Regions from separate parts of the Sus scrofa genome. Here region 2 is linked to region 1. The links are chromatin contacts, called in public Hi-C maps. All regions are on one chromosome and are shown on one strand. Each heading gives the region's core, a stretch centred on a gene start, on an enhancer-like site or on the middle of the called end of the contact. The rest is flanking DNA. Distances are from core to core; before and after follow the strand shown. Region 1 overlaps LOC102159645 (a long non-coding RNA gene). Region 2 has its middle 250 kb from the start of SLC30A5.

Evidence for each region. Hi-C and Micro-C count contacts between places; a contact is called where the count stands out from the background.
Region 2: a contact with region 1 is called in a Hi-C map of liver, with 3 times the contacts expected there. The contact joins two enhancer-like sites. A contact is called at or near these places in 2 of 47 Hi-C or Micro-C datasets (liver and skeletal muscle).

The regions. Positions count from the first base shown.
Region 1 is chr16:46,834,877-46,841,423 of Sscrofa11.1, forward strand. The region is part of intron 2 of LOC102159645 (a long non-coding RNA gene); the gene reads right to left. Among named protein-coding and RNA genes, the nearest start is that of PIK3R1, 400 kb to the left of the region's middle. Within about 2 kb of position 3,220, at least 12 of the 83 cell types and tissues checked have an H3K27ac peak or open chromatin away from gene starts, as enhancers often do. A contact at or near this core is called in liver, where this site is marked.
Region 2 is chr16:47,029,424-47,035,584 of Sscrofa11.1, forward strand. No RefSeq gene overlaps it. Among named protein-coding and RNA genes, the nearest start is that of SLC30A5, 250 kb to the right of the region's middle. Within about 2 kb of position 1,783, at least 6 of the 83 cell types and tissues checked have an H3K27ac peak or open chromatin away from gene starts, as enhancers often do. A contact at or near this core is called in liver, where this site is marked.

The DNA.
Region 1 (6,547 bases), core at 1,970-4,469:
TTTTAAATCAAAATTGATTAATTTTATTGTCAAAGGCAGAGAAGAGATGAAAATTTCAGATGTATCATTCAAAAGATACACTCCTCATAACAAAAAAATGTTCAGTCACCATATTTCCAAGAACCTATACAATCAGCTACAAAGATGATGGCAAAGCTTTCTCAAATTCCTGAATCAATTAATATTTCTGGACAGTACACAATATCAAAATGTAGGCATATAATTCTTTCATATATACATAAGATATTTTGTAGATCAAAACTATAGATGAACCCAACAAACCAACTCTTGGCATATGTGTAGGACACTGCTGAACATTTGGTAAATTTGCAGCTTTAATCACTGAAAACACAGGAGAAAACATTTGTTTTTGTTTTTTTTTTTCCAATTGTAAATTTGGGGGGAGTTAAACGGTGTGGGCAATGGAATATTACTCAGCCATAAAAGAATGAAATAATGCCATTTGTAGCAACGTGGATGGACCTAGAGATTATCATACTAAGTGAAGTAAGTCAGACAGAGAAAGGCAAATATCATATGATATCACTTATATGTGGCATCTAAAAAAATGATACAAATGAATTTATTTACAAAACAGAAATGGACTCACAGACATAGAAAACAAACGCATCAAAGGGGATTGGGGGCGGGGATAAATTAGGAATTTGGGATTAAAATATACACATTACTTATATATAAAATAAATAACCAGCAAAGACCTAATGTATAGCACAGGGAATGCTCTTCAATATCTTGTAATAACCTGTAATGGAAGAGAATGTTAAAAAAGAAAATATAGGAGTTCTCATCATGGCTCAGCAGTTAGCAAACCCAACTAGCACCCATGAGGATGCAGGTTTGATCCCTGGCCTTGCTCAGTGGATTGGGGATCCAGCATTGCCATCGGCTGCCGTATAGGTGGCAGTCGGGGCGCGGATGGTGCGTTGCTGTGGCTGTGGGGTATGCCGGTGGCTATAGCTCTGATTTGACCCCCTTGCCTGGGAATCTCCATGTGCCGTGGGTGCAGCCCTAAAAAGACAAAAAGACAAAAAAAAAAAAAAAAAAAAAAAAAAAAAAGAAAAGAAAGAAAGAAAAAAAAAATACATATATACTGAATTACTTCTCTGTACACCTGAAACTAACACAACATTGTAAATCAACTATATTTCTATTAAAAAAATTTTAAAGATTTTGCAGTTAAATAGAAAAAGTAAAAGTTTAGCTGCCTGGAAGTAGAATCTGGCCTAGAGCTCAAATATCTGATGTTGAGACAAGGCTATTCTTATTCATATTAAGTTAAAATGTTTTATTTTTAAGACATCATGATTAATTTTTTTCTCTTGTTTGACATCAGTAATCTATTCCTTAAGGGGTTTCCAGATGTCAAACTTTAAACACTGTGCCTTATAGAGGACTGGCTTACTGAGGCTTATTTCTCCGCTTCAAATTACATCGTTATCTATACTTTCTGTTCATAACTTCAAAATTGCTTTGTAAGTGGCTTGCTCAGCATCACTCCAGCCCAAGTGGGAACTCTGTCTTTCCCTGAGTAAATGCTGCCAAGCAATGGTAATATCACTAGAACATTAAAATCAATAATCCTGAAACATCGGGGTTTTCTTTACTTAAAAACCATGTCTTTTCTTCCTATTATATCCTTTCCCATAGAATCTAAAGTCTATTAGAAATTCCTTATGTATAGAGAAGAAAATAAGGGATGAGCTATACAGTGAGAAAAAACATAGCATGCCTAACCACCTCAATAATAAAGATCCATTATAAGAAAGCCCAGCGTTTGTGGATAAAGGCTTGTCTTTAGTGTTCCTGTATCATAGCAATGGCTCATGCGGGATACCGCTGACTCTCAGGCTTCATGGTTTCCCAGGGGCTAGTGTTTGTCTTTGGTGGCAGAAAGTTTAGGAGACTCAGAGTTCCCATGGTGGGTCAGTGGTTAACGAACCTGATTAGTATCCATGAGGACACAGATTTGATCCCTGGCCCCACTTAGTGGGTTAAAGATCTGGTGTTGCCGGTGAACCACAGTGTAGGTCACAGATGGGGCTCAGATGTGGCATTGCTGTGGCTGTGGCTTAGGACAGCATCTGCAGCTCCAATTCGATCCCTAGCCTGGGAACTTCTCTATGCCACAAGTGAGGAAAAAAAAAAAAAGAAAAAAATGAGGGAAAAAGTTTAGGAGACTCTACTAGTAACTCTAAAGCATGAAACTTTAGCATGGACCCCAAAAAGAAAAGTCTACATATCCTGTCTGGGTAGCATGCAAGTAAGGAAGATTTCTGAGACGGATGTGAAACAACCAGTGGTCAGCAATTGCATTTTTCTTCTGAATCCAACAACTGATTTCCCAAGTGGATGGAATTACCAACAAGAACAATCTTAGAGTTGTAAGGAAACTGAGGGCTCTTCATTATACATACCAAGAAACTCAGAGTCAAACTAGAGCTTGTTTCTGGGGTCCAGGTAAGGAAAAAGTTCTGCAAACTCACAAACCACAGAACTGTGTTCAGCTCTTGCTTTTTACTGCTTACTTTCCCTCGGAAAGAAAGGCAACTCATCACCCCTCATCTCTGCCCCCCATAATTACCTTCATTAGGGACTGCCTTTCATTACAGAAATTATGGAACACGTTAGCAAGGAGTGTGTGGGTTTCTCTCTAGACAGTTTGAAGAAGGAGCTCGCTATTAAGGGACTTTGTTTTGTTTGGTTTTTCACTTTTTAAAATTCAGAGGAGAATCTCTGAAGTGCAGTCCTTACTGGAGGCGAAGACAGAGAGCGGCTGAAATTCCTTTCAGGTCCCATGATTCCTCTATTCAATACTCTCTAAGAGAAACAAAGTACTGAGAAGCCTCCTGGCAAGTCAGCATCAGAATGAGAATTCCATCTAAGATAAGGGCAGAACTAACCTTTGATTTAATCTTAAACCATGTGCCCAGTTTCTTCGGGTCAGTTGGAGTCCAATATAGACATAGGTTAAACAAATTAGAGCACACATTGACAATGGGAGCGGGTTTTCAGAGATATCTGAAGACTGTGTCTACCTTGTCAGCTCAAGGCTTGCGGCAAGTAAATAAACTCTGATTAACCCTAGATTAATCCAAAGACAAAAGAACCTTCAGCCAAGAGACTAAGATAGGGCTGAGGGAGAGAGGGAGGGGGAGGAAAAATATGCTATGTCCTAACCACTAGGAAAGAACAGGCTGTCCAAGCCAACTCTGTTCTGATCTATAATGAGATCAATTGCATCTGGAGCTCTCGGGGCACTGGCAGCGGACACAGGGATGGCAGTGCAGCACTGAGAAAGGATTACCTCATTGAAGAGAGCAGCCAAGGCTACCAGCCTCCCTTTCTGACCCTCCCTCCTTCTCTTCAGTCACCAGTGGATCATCAGGTGCCCAGAGAAGCCCAGCTAGCCTACAAAGTAAATACATCAATGTATGGAACCTACAGTCTCCTTTCCAATCAGCCAGCTGCATGTCTTCCTGTCCAATCTATCTTAAACTTTAAATCAGTAGAAGTTAGCCAGCAGCTTTCCAGTAGTTGGTTTTCTTTCTTTCCCCAAATCTTTCTGTTGGAGCTACCTCTGTAGATCATATCTAGAAGGGGGAGCTTTTGACCATCTCTCTTATCCCCTTTAAACACCAAATATACCCACAGATACGTGGGAATATGTCTCTTCATTCAATTCCATGGTCACAGAAGATGCAAGTTACTATAGCAACTGGGCTCCTTCCTAAAGCAAAAGCTACAGGGTTTTTTCTTCACTTTTTCCTGTCTTTTACTTATTTCCTCCTCAGTCAGCACAGGGAAGGCAAAGTGGATAACGTCTCTAGGAGTCACTTCAATTAGTGATCAGACAAGACTAGAACTGGTGTGGAATGGGAGCGGAGCAAGAGTACAGATAAGGCTTGAGTCAGATGGGGACTGGGAAGACAGAACTTCCCCATGAGCAGGGGAAAAAAACGTGGGATGAGAAAAGCTTACACTGGCTCATTCTTTTTTCTAATGGCATAGAAGTCCTCTTGGACTTCAGATAACTCTTACAAAATATTTTGATGGATTGAGTGCAAAAAGTGAATCAAACATATGGATATAATTTGAGGTTTTTATTATTATTATTAAATTAAATAAAATGTTTGGCAGAGTAGATTTGGTTTTGGCCAAACCCAGGACATTTGAAAAATTGTTCTGAGATATTCAGTGAACTGAACACAAAGCCAGGTTTACCCATCCCTCAAATTTGGAAAAATAAAATTTGGCTCATCCAGGTTTGATTCAGTGTCAAATGTATTTGTGGGGAAATAAGTTCCTGAAACACCGAAATTGCCTACATGCCTTGGGAGTTCAGTGGAAATGCCTAATAGTTATTGAATAACTCAGCCTGCCCCAGCACCATAAAAGGCAGCAATCCATTGACCTGAGGGAAAGGTGAGCTGCTCACCTCCTCCCTCACCAAGATAGTAAGAACTGAACCAAAGCCAATGTGCTGTCTAGCCTAGGAAACTAGCACAAAGCAGCAAATGAATAAGAAATGCTCACTGGAAAGGAAGGTCATCACTGCAGCTGGATGGCTGACAGGGGGCTTTTATTATCTGCATGGACCAGAAGAATTTAGAAAAGCAAAGGACAATAAGAGTATTGATGAAAGGTGAGGTCATAGTGTTTGGAAATTTTTTCCAGGAATTAAGAACTACATTTTATTTATTTATTTATTTTTTTGAGAAAAAAAAAAATCCCAAAGGAATGCATGGAAATTTTTGGCACTCTGATGCCAGTTCATTTGAATCTTTCCATCAACCCACGGGTTACGATAAAAAAAAATTTTTTAATCCATCTATCAGCAACCCACCTGAACACGACTATACATGAAATTTCAAGTTTAGCAATCTTTCATTCCTGTATATGCCCATTGTGAAATGCCATTCTACCAGTGGTAAAACTTTAGCTTTCTGCCAGTGTTTTAGGGGAATGGGGTCATCTGAAGAGCTAAATTTTCTAGATAACTAAATGTTCTAAGTATCAAGCCTCAGCATCTCAAACTACTGGAGGTTTGTATTTAAACCACTTTGAGTAGAAATGTTCATCAGTCTGTGATCCACTTCTCTGTATTTGTAAATAAAGGACCACATTGTATTAAAAGAATATTCTAAAGGTGGTTAAGGTGAATAAGGCTATTTGCCTATAAACTATTTGATCTTAGCTTGCAATACTTTTAAGAAATTTCACTATAGTTGATTTACAATACTGTGTAAGTTTCAGGTATTTAATACTTTTTTTTGGCTGTGCCCACAGTATGTGGAAGTTCCCCGACCAAGGATCTAACCCGCCTCACTACATTGACAACACCAGAGCCTTAATCCGCTGCACTACAAGGGAACTCCTATAATACTTTTTTAATACTTGTGTTCTCTCTTTATGGTGTTTGAGTTAGGAAAACACAATCCCTCTAGGTACTTAAAGCATGACAGAATTTAATACAAGGATTTAGCAGTATATGCAATTATTGGAAAGGCTAGGCGGTGCAAAGATCAGGGGTACCACAACTGGCATTTAATAATTCAGGAAATGAAGGCTTCATTGGAGAATGCTACCCATGACCTTAACTAACTGTCATACAAGAGTAGGTGACTCTCAGTTGGTTATCTGGAAGTCCTTGAATAAACTTCCTTTTGCTGTCTCCTAATGTCCACATGCCTGCTCAATCTGTGACCCCAAACAGCCTTTCCTTTTCAACTTCTGCATCTTGTGTGAGCACCTCTTATTGGTAAAACCAAAACCTAAACCCTTCTAGTAAAAGAAACATTTGGAAGGGAGAAAATGATGCTATGTATCAACAGCTATTATTGATAGATATTGTTTTCCTCACGTGTTTTCTTGTTTGTTTGTTTGTTTTTACCTGTTGCTGAGAACTCTACCACACTTACTCTGTGGGTTGGTTCTGGTCATCCTACTCCATTTCTTTCCATCTTTTATTTTTGTGGTACTTAACATGGTACTGGCCAGAAAATCTGATACTTAATTTATTAATAATAAACAGTTCTGGAGTTCCCACTGTGGCTCAGCAGAAACAAATCTGGCTAGCATCCATGAGGAAACAGGTTTGATCCCTGGCCTTGCTCAGTGGGTTAAGGATCCGGCATTGCTGTGAGCTTGGTGTAGGTCACAGACACAGCTCAGATCCTGCATTGTTGTGGCTGTGGCAGAGGCCAGTGGCTACAGCTCTAACTCAATCCCTAAGGCTGGGAACTTTCATATGCCAAGAGTGCAGACCTAAAAAGACAAAAAAAAAAAAAAAAAAAAAAAGAATAAATAGTTCTGAATGAGAACAATGGGACCTTTGTAATGAAAAATAGTGTGGTTGAGTGGTGGATGATGGACCAGATGTAGTAAGCCTAGTTTTGCCAATTACTAGCTGTCATATTAATATTTCTGACCATAGGTTTTCTCATCTGAAAAATGAGAATAATATCAACTGCCATACACACCTTTCTTAAAGATGTTGTATCAAATCATTCACGCACATGAAAGTACT
Region 2 (6,161 bases), core at 533-3,032, 190 kb after region 1:
TGACTCTCTAGATTCAGATCCCATCTACTTCACAACTATAGAGGAGCCCAATAAAAAGTACTTAACATTTCTCCACTTCAGTCTTCTCATCTATAAAAATGAGGATGATAATGATTGTAACTTTGTGCCAGGGACTATTCATGTTCACCAAATATCTGGTGCTCTGCTTATTTATCAGTCTTCATGCAGTTAGGGGAGGTCATGTGACTAACACAGGATAATGGCATAGGGGTGGAAAAGATGTGAGCCAATTCCCAGCTTTGTCCTCAAAAACATCTGCCAGTTCCTCCATATCTACATCTCTCTGTCTGTCTCTCTCCCTCTCTCTCTCACCTTGCAATGGAGCCTCAGAGAGCACATTTTCCAAATGGCCCAGTTAAACGATAGAAACAACCCAGGTTCCCAAGTCACCACTTAAAGAGCTAGTCCTGAAGAGCTACCCACTCCGCATGGGATTATGATGTGAAAGAGAAACAATCTTACTGTTAAGATATTGGGATTTTGAGGTTCATCTACTGAGACAGCTAGAGCTAATTATCCTGCTCAATACAATAATAAAACACACATGCTCAACGGCACCTGCCAGGTAAATTGCATCAATAAATATAAGTAATAGGAGTTCCCGTCGTGGCGCAGTGGTTAACAAATCCGACTAGGAACCATGAGGTTGCGGGTTCAGTCCCTGCCCTTGCTCAGTGGGTTAACGATCCGGCGTTGCCGTGAGCTGTGGTGTAGGTTGCAGACATGGCTCGGATCCCGCGTTGCTGTGGCTCTGGCGTAGGCCGGTGGCTACAGCTCCGATTCGACCCCTAGCCTGGGAACCTCCATATGCCGCGGGAGCAGCCCAAAGGAATAGCAAAAAGACAAAAATAAATAAATAAATAAAAGTAATATTTGTTATCATCACCATCGGAATTGGGAAGGCCATTGTAGGTTTCAGAATATTTGCAGTTAAGTCCTAATTTGCTAGCTATAACAAGACACCCCCTCTCAGGACCTTATCTGATAAACAGAGATGACAGCACTAGCCTCACAACACAGACGTGTGAAAACATTTTGGAACTGATACACAAGTATTAAATAGTTTTACCAGGAGTTCCTGTCATGGCACAGCGGAAACAAACCCAACTAGTATCCATGAGGACTCGGGTTCCATCCCTGGCCTCACTCAGTGGGTAAGGATCTGGCATTGCCATGAGCTGTGGTGTAGGTCACAGATGAAGCTCGGATCCCACATTGCTGTGGTTATGGTGTAAACCAGCAGCTGTAGCTCTGATTAGACCCCTGACCTGGGAACCTCCATGTGCCATGGGTGTGGCCCTAAAAACAAAAAAAAAAAAAACAAAAAAAAAAAGAAAGAGTGTTTTACCAAATGATTGTTTAATTACTTCTGCTACTCATTTCCATACTTCTAGAATATCCTAGAAGGAGTATGCACACTTGTCCCAACAATGTCGGGCTTGGTCACATGACTTGCTTTGACCAATAGTGTGTGAAGGGATAGGGCACATCCACGTTCAAGCAGAAGCTCTAGGACTCTCTGAGTGTGGATTAGCAGCATCTCTTTTTCTCTTTGCCATGAAAAAAGGAAATCACAGGTTGGGATTTCTCCTTCTTCCTGGCCCATAAATGAAGGCAAAGAGAGTAGAGCCACAGCTGAACAAGAGTCAGCATAAGCTGTGAGTGAGAAATAAACTCTTCTTGTTGGAAGCCTCTAGGATTTGAGGACTGTTTATGACTGCAGCATAACCTAAGTAAGCTTTACCTAAATTACACATTAACCAAAGTGTATTGGCTAATGGAGTGACGTCAATGCAGACAAAGGTGTCTGGCAGTTTTCCTTCCTTGACACTTTCCTCAACAACTTTTATTTTAATCAGTGATCTGAAGGAGGAAATGGGGCTCAAGTGTGCATATGACAAAATCCTGAGGTTAATTGCTAACAAGTTTGCAAGACAGAATCAAGATCCAAAGAGAGATAAACTCAAACAATGGGGTAAGTCTAGCGAGATGTCATCTAACTAGAAGAAATATAAGATCCTCCACACAACTTCTGAATAAGGAAGATGCTAATTCTCATGAAAATAATAGGAAGTTTTATTTGAAACTCAACAGAATATAAGGCAAGAGTGTAACCATAGTTGCCAAAAAATGTATTGGATCTCAGGCTGTCTTCGTAGAAATGATGTACCCAAATTGTTAGTTTCAAGTATCTTCACAAGTGTGATCACTTTATCAGATTCCCTCTTAAAGAGTAGACCCTAAACTGAAAAGACTTAGATTTGGTTGAACTCCAGAAAAGACAGTGACAGTATCTGTCATGTGTAGGAGGGGAGAGTAGGGAAATTTAGAGGAAAGGAGAGGAAAAAAAGGAGTTCAAATATTTGAATTTAAATATTTGAAAGTCTGTCTTTTGGAAGAGACATTGGAATTATTCTGCATGACTCTGAAATACAAAACAAAGATATAGGCAGTATCCTATGAAAGCATTTTAAACAAATAGACCCTCCAAAAATTGATGTCATGCTTAGAATTTGTTGGAGAGAACACCCATGCATTAATACAAATAAGAAATGTTCTCAATGATGGCAAAAGTCTCTTCTAAATGAGAAGAATCAAAACCAATTTAGACAGGGCAGGATCAGATTAGGCCAGTGGAATACATTGGGGAGGCTATTAATAATTCACAATTTGCAGTCGATGCTGGAAAATGAATTTCACTTACCAAGGAGAAGTGCAAAATGGTTCTATTGAAGCTGATTCTCTTCCCACCAAGGTAGAGGGAAGAGGGGGACCACACAAAGCCAGGACAGCCAGTGTGCATTTAGATTTAGAAATGGGCTGATCTGCCATAGGTGGGCTTGCTCTCTCTTGTCAGCAAAACGAAGACACATCTTTGGCAAACTCTCTGTTTTAAACCTGGCATTTCCATTTTTATTTCTCTAAAACGGGTTTGGGGGATACAACCAGTCCCAACTGGTAAAAGAAAGGCAAGTGGCCAATGTAAATATTATAGCATAAGCTGAACCAGGGGAGAAATGAGAAGAAAAGATCAGTCCCTCCAAAAAAGTTCTCTCAAAATAGAAGGTCATGCCAAGGAAAGCCACAGATGCAACACCACAAGCCCAGGGGGAGTTTTAATCAGGAAAACCTGGCCTCAGGCACGCAGGCGCAAGCAGTTTCCTGCCGGCCTTTCCGTGTGCCATTTTCTGAAAGTTAGGAGACAGGAGCTCATTCACGACCAGATGGGAAAGCAATACACAAACTTCAAATGGCAGCCCTAAGAGGATTCCCATTTCTAGAGCTTTCTTCCACTTCCTCTCATAAATCTCATTCTATCTATTCTCCTGGGGCCATCGCACTTGATCTTACAGTTTCAATTACTGTCTTTAGGCTGACCACCCCTAAATCTAAATCTGCAGATTGGATCTATCAAATCAAAGGAACCAAAGACCCTTCTGCCCTCCCCCTTGGCTAAGTATCTTCCCCCTTAGATAAGGATCTCTGACACCTCCAACTTAAAATGTCCCAAATACCCACATTTATTCTCCTACCGTAGTCCCATCTCAAGGAATGATGGAGACCCTTGGCCTCGCTCAGTGGGTTAAGGATCCGGCATTGCTGTGAGCTGTGGTGTAGGTAGCAGATGCAGCTCAGATCTGGTGTTGCTGTGGCTGTGGTGTAGGCCGGCAGCTGTGGCTCCGATTCAACCCCTAGCCTGGAACATCCATATGCTGCCGGTGCAGCCCTTAAAGGCCAAAAAAAAAAAAAAAGCCTGATTTTTTTTAAGAAAGGCTATACTTCATATCAGATTTTAATTTTAATAAAAACGTGTCTATATTTAGTAAATAGCTCCAAAGATCTATATCTCAAAGCCCTGAGCTTGATAGCTATAAATGACGGACTGTCTGATAATGGGTACAAATGCCAATGAAGGTCTAACCATGCTAAAATTTGAATGACAATTGCAGTAATTTTGTCATGAAGTAGGCTAAGTTTTTAGTGGCTAAACTCTAAACCTATTTTCCTCATAATTCCTGTTATTTTTAATGCACCATTTTGCAGGAGAGATTTTTCAGGAACACACATTGTATTAAATCAGAAACATATGAGAATTTAGTAGCTAATAAAGGGATTAAAAAATAAACCACAGAAAAAAATATAGACTCTAAAAAGAATAATAATAATAATAATAATAATAATAATAATGTTAAGAGTAGCCAGAAATTTTTGGTGGGAAAAACAATTTAAATACCTACCTTGTATCAAAGAAATTTCTAAATAACTGAGTATAAAAAATTAAAATTACAAGAAAATTTTAAAATAGATAAATTTTAATATTGGAATGGGGTGGAATTTCTAAACACAGAAGCAATGAGAGAAGTCACAAAGGGAAAAAATTCAGACTTTATCAAATAAAATTTATAAATTTTTGTTGGTCAAAAACATATTTTTTAAAATAACAAAATCCCTAAGAAGTATTTGCAAAGGGTTGATATCCTTTATTAATTCAAGAATAAGTGGGAATAAAAACTCCACTAAAAAAAAAAATTTTTAAAGGCAGAATTATCAGGATGAAAATAAGATTATATAACAACAAAGAGAAGACTGTTTTAAGGGGCAAGAAATTAATATGTACTAGCACATCCGAAAATCTTAACGAACCTTTCCTCAAGAAAGATCATCTCAAGAAAAAGTAGAAAACTGAATAATATACACGGGATTTTTCTTTTAATTATGCATGTTGAATGATTTCATTTCTAAAAGGGTTCATGAGTAAGTTTTCTCAAACTTTCAGGAAGAAGATACTAATTTCTTTTAAAATGAAGTGTAGTTAATTTACAATGTTGTGTTTGTTTTAAGCATACAGCAAAGTGATTCAATTATACATACATATTTTTCAGACTCTTTTCTATTAGGTCCTTGTTGCTTACCTATTTTACATATAGTCATGTGAATGTGTTAATCCCAAACTGCTAATTTATCTCTTCTCCCCAACCCCACTATCCCCTTTGGTAACCATAAGTTTGTTTTCTATAACTCTGTGTCAATTTCAAATAAATACTAACTCCTGCAGAGAATATGAAAAAATGGAAAGGGACCCAATTTAGTTCTTAGAATCAGCTGATACCCAAACTTGGCCAATTAGCATCAGGGAATCGTGTTTCTAAGGGACTTTCCTTTGCAAGGGACCACCCTGTGTCTTCAAGGTATTCCTCATGCACATGGTTGGTTCCCAGGCATCCCGGAGCCCTGATGTACACATGTGCCAGTGAGCCTGGTGCTTGACTTTCCATCAAGTTCTCTCTTGACAACATACTAAGGCTGAAGACATTCTCAAAACAATTTTGGAAGGAAAGGCAACATGGAAGGGAAAACAAAAGCCCCCTGGCCCTACCTCAAGCCTTCCATCAAAAAGTTGTCTACGGAAATGTCACTCCTAAGTATATACTTTCAGAAATGCATACATTTGCTTACCATGAGACATGTACAGCAATGTGCAGAGCGACAGTATTCATACTTGCTCAAAACTGCATGTAATTCATGCATCCATCTCTAGCAGACAGGGTTGGGGCCAGAGTGAGGCAAGGGAAGCACTCATCTCAGGAGTAAAATTTAAGGATCAAAAAAAAATTGTATTGGGGAAATAACTATTAAAAATAACAATAATAATAACAATAAATAATAAATTAAAAAAACATAGTCAAGATAAAGAACATTTTAATGCAATGCGTTTTTTTTTCCTCAATCAAAAGTAATGCAAAAAATCCATGATGGGAGTTCCTGTCGTGGCTCAGTGGTAATGAATCCGACTAGTATCCATGAGGACGCAGGTTTGATCCCTGGCTTTGCTCAGTGGAATAAGGATCCCATGTTGCTGTGGCAGTGGGGTAGGTTGGCAGCTACAGCTCCAATTCGACCTCTAGCCTGGGAACTTCCATATACCATGGGTGCAGCCCTAAAAAATAATAATAAATAGACCCCAAAAATTCCATGATGATCAAAATATCAAATTTTTAAATAAAGGTGGGATCAGTATTACGGTTTTTTTCCCTCAGGCTTCAATATGTCTTGGCACAGAACTGACAGTAGAATGGACAAATAAATTGTGGAATGCTATCCAGCAATGAAACAAATGAACTACAACTAAAATAATAGCG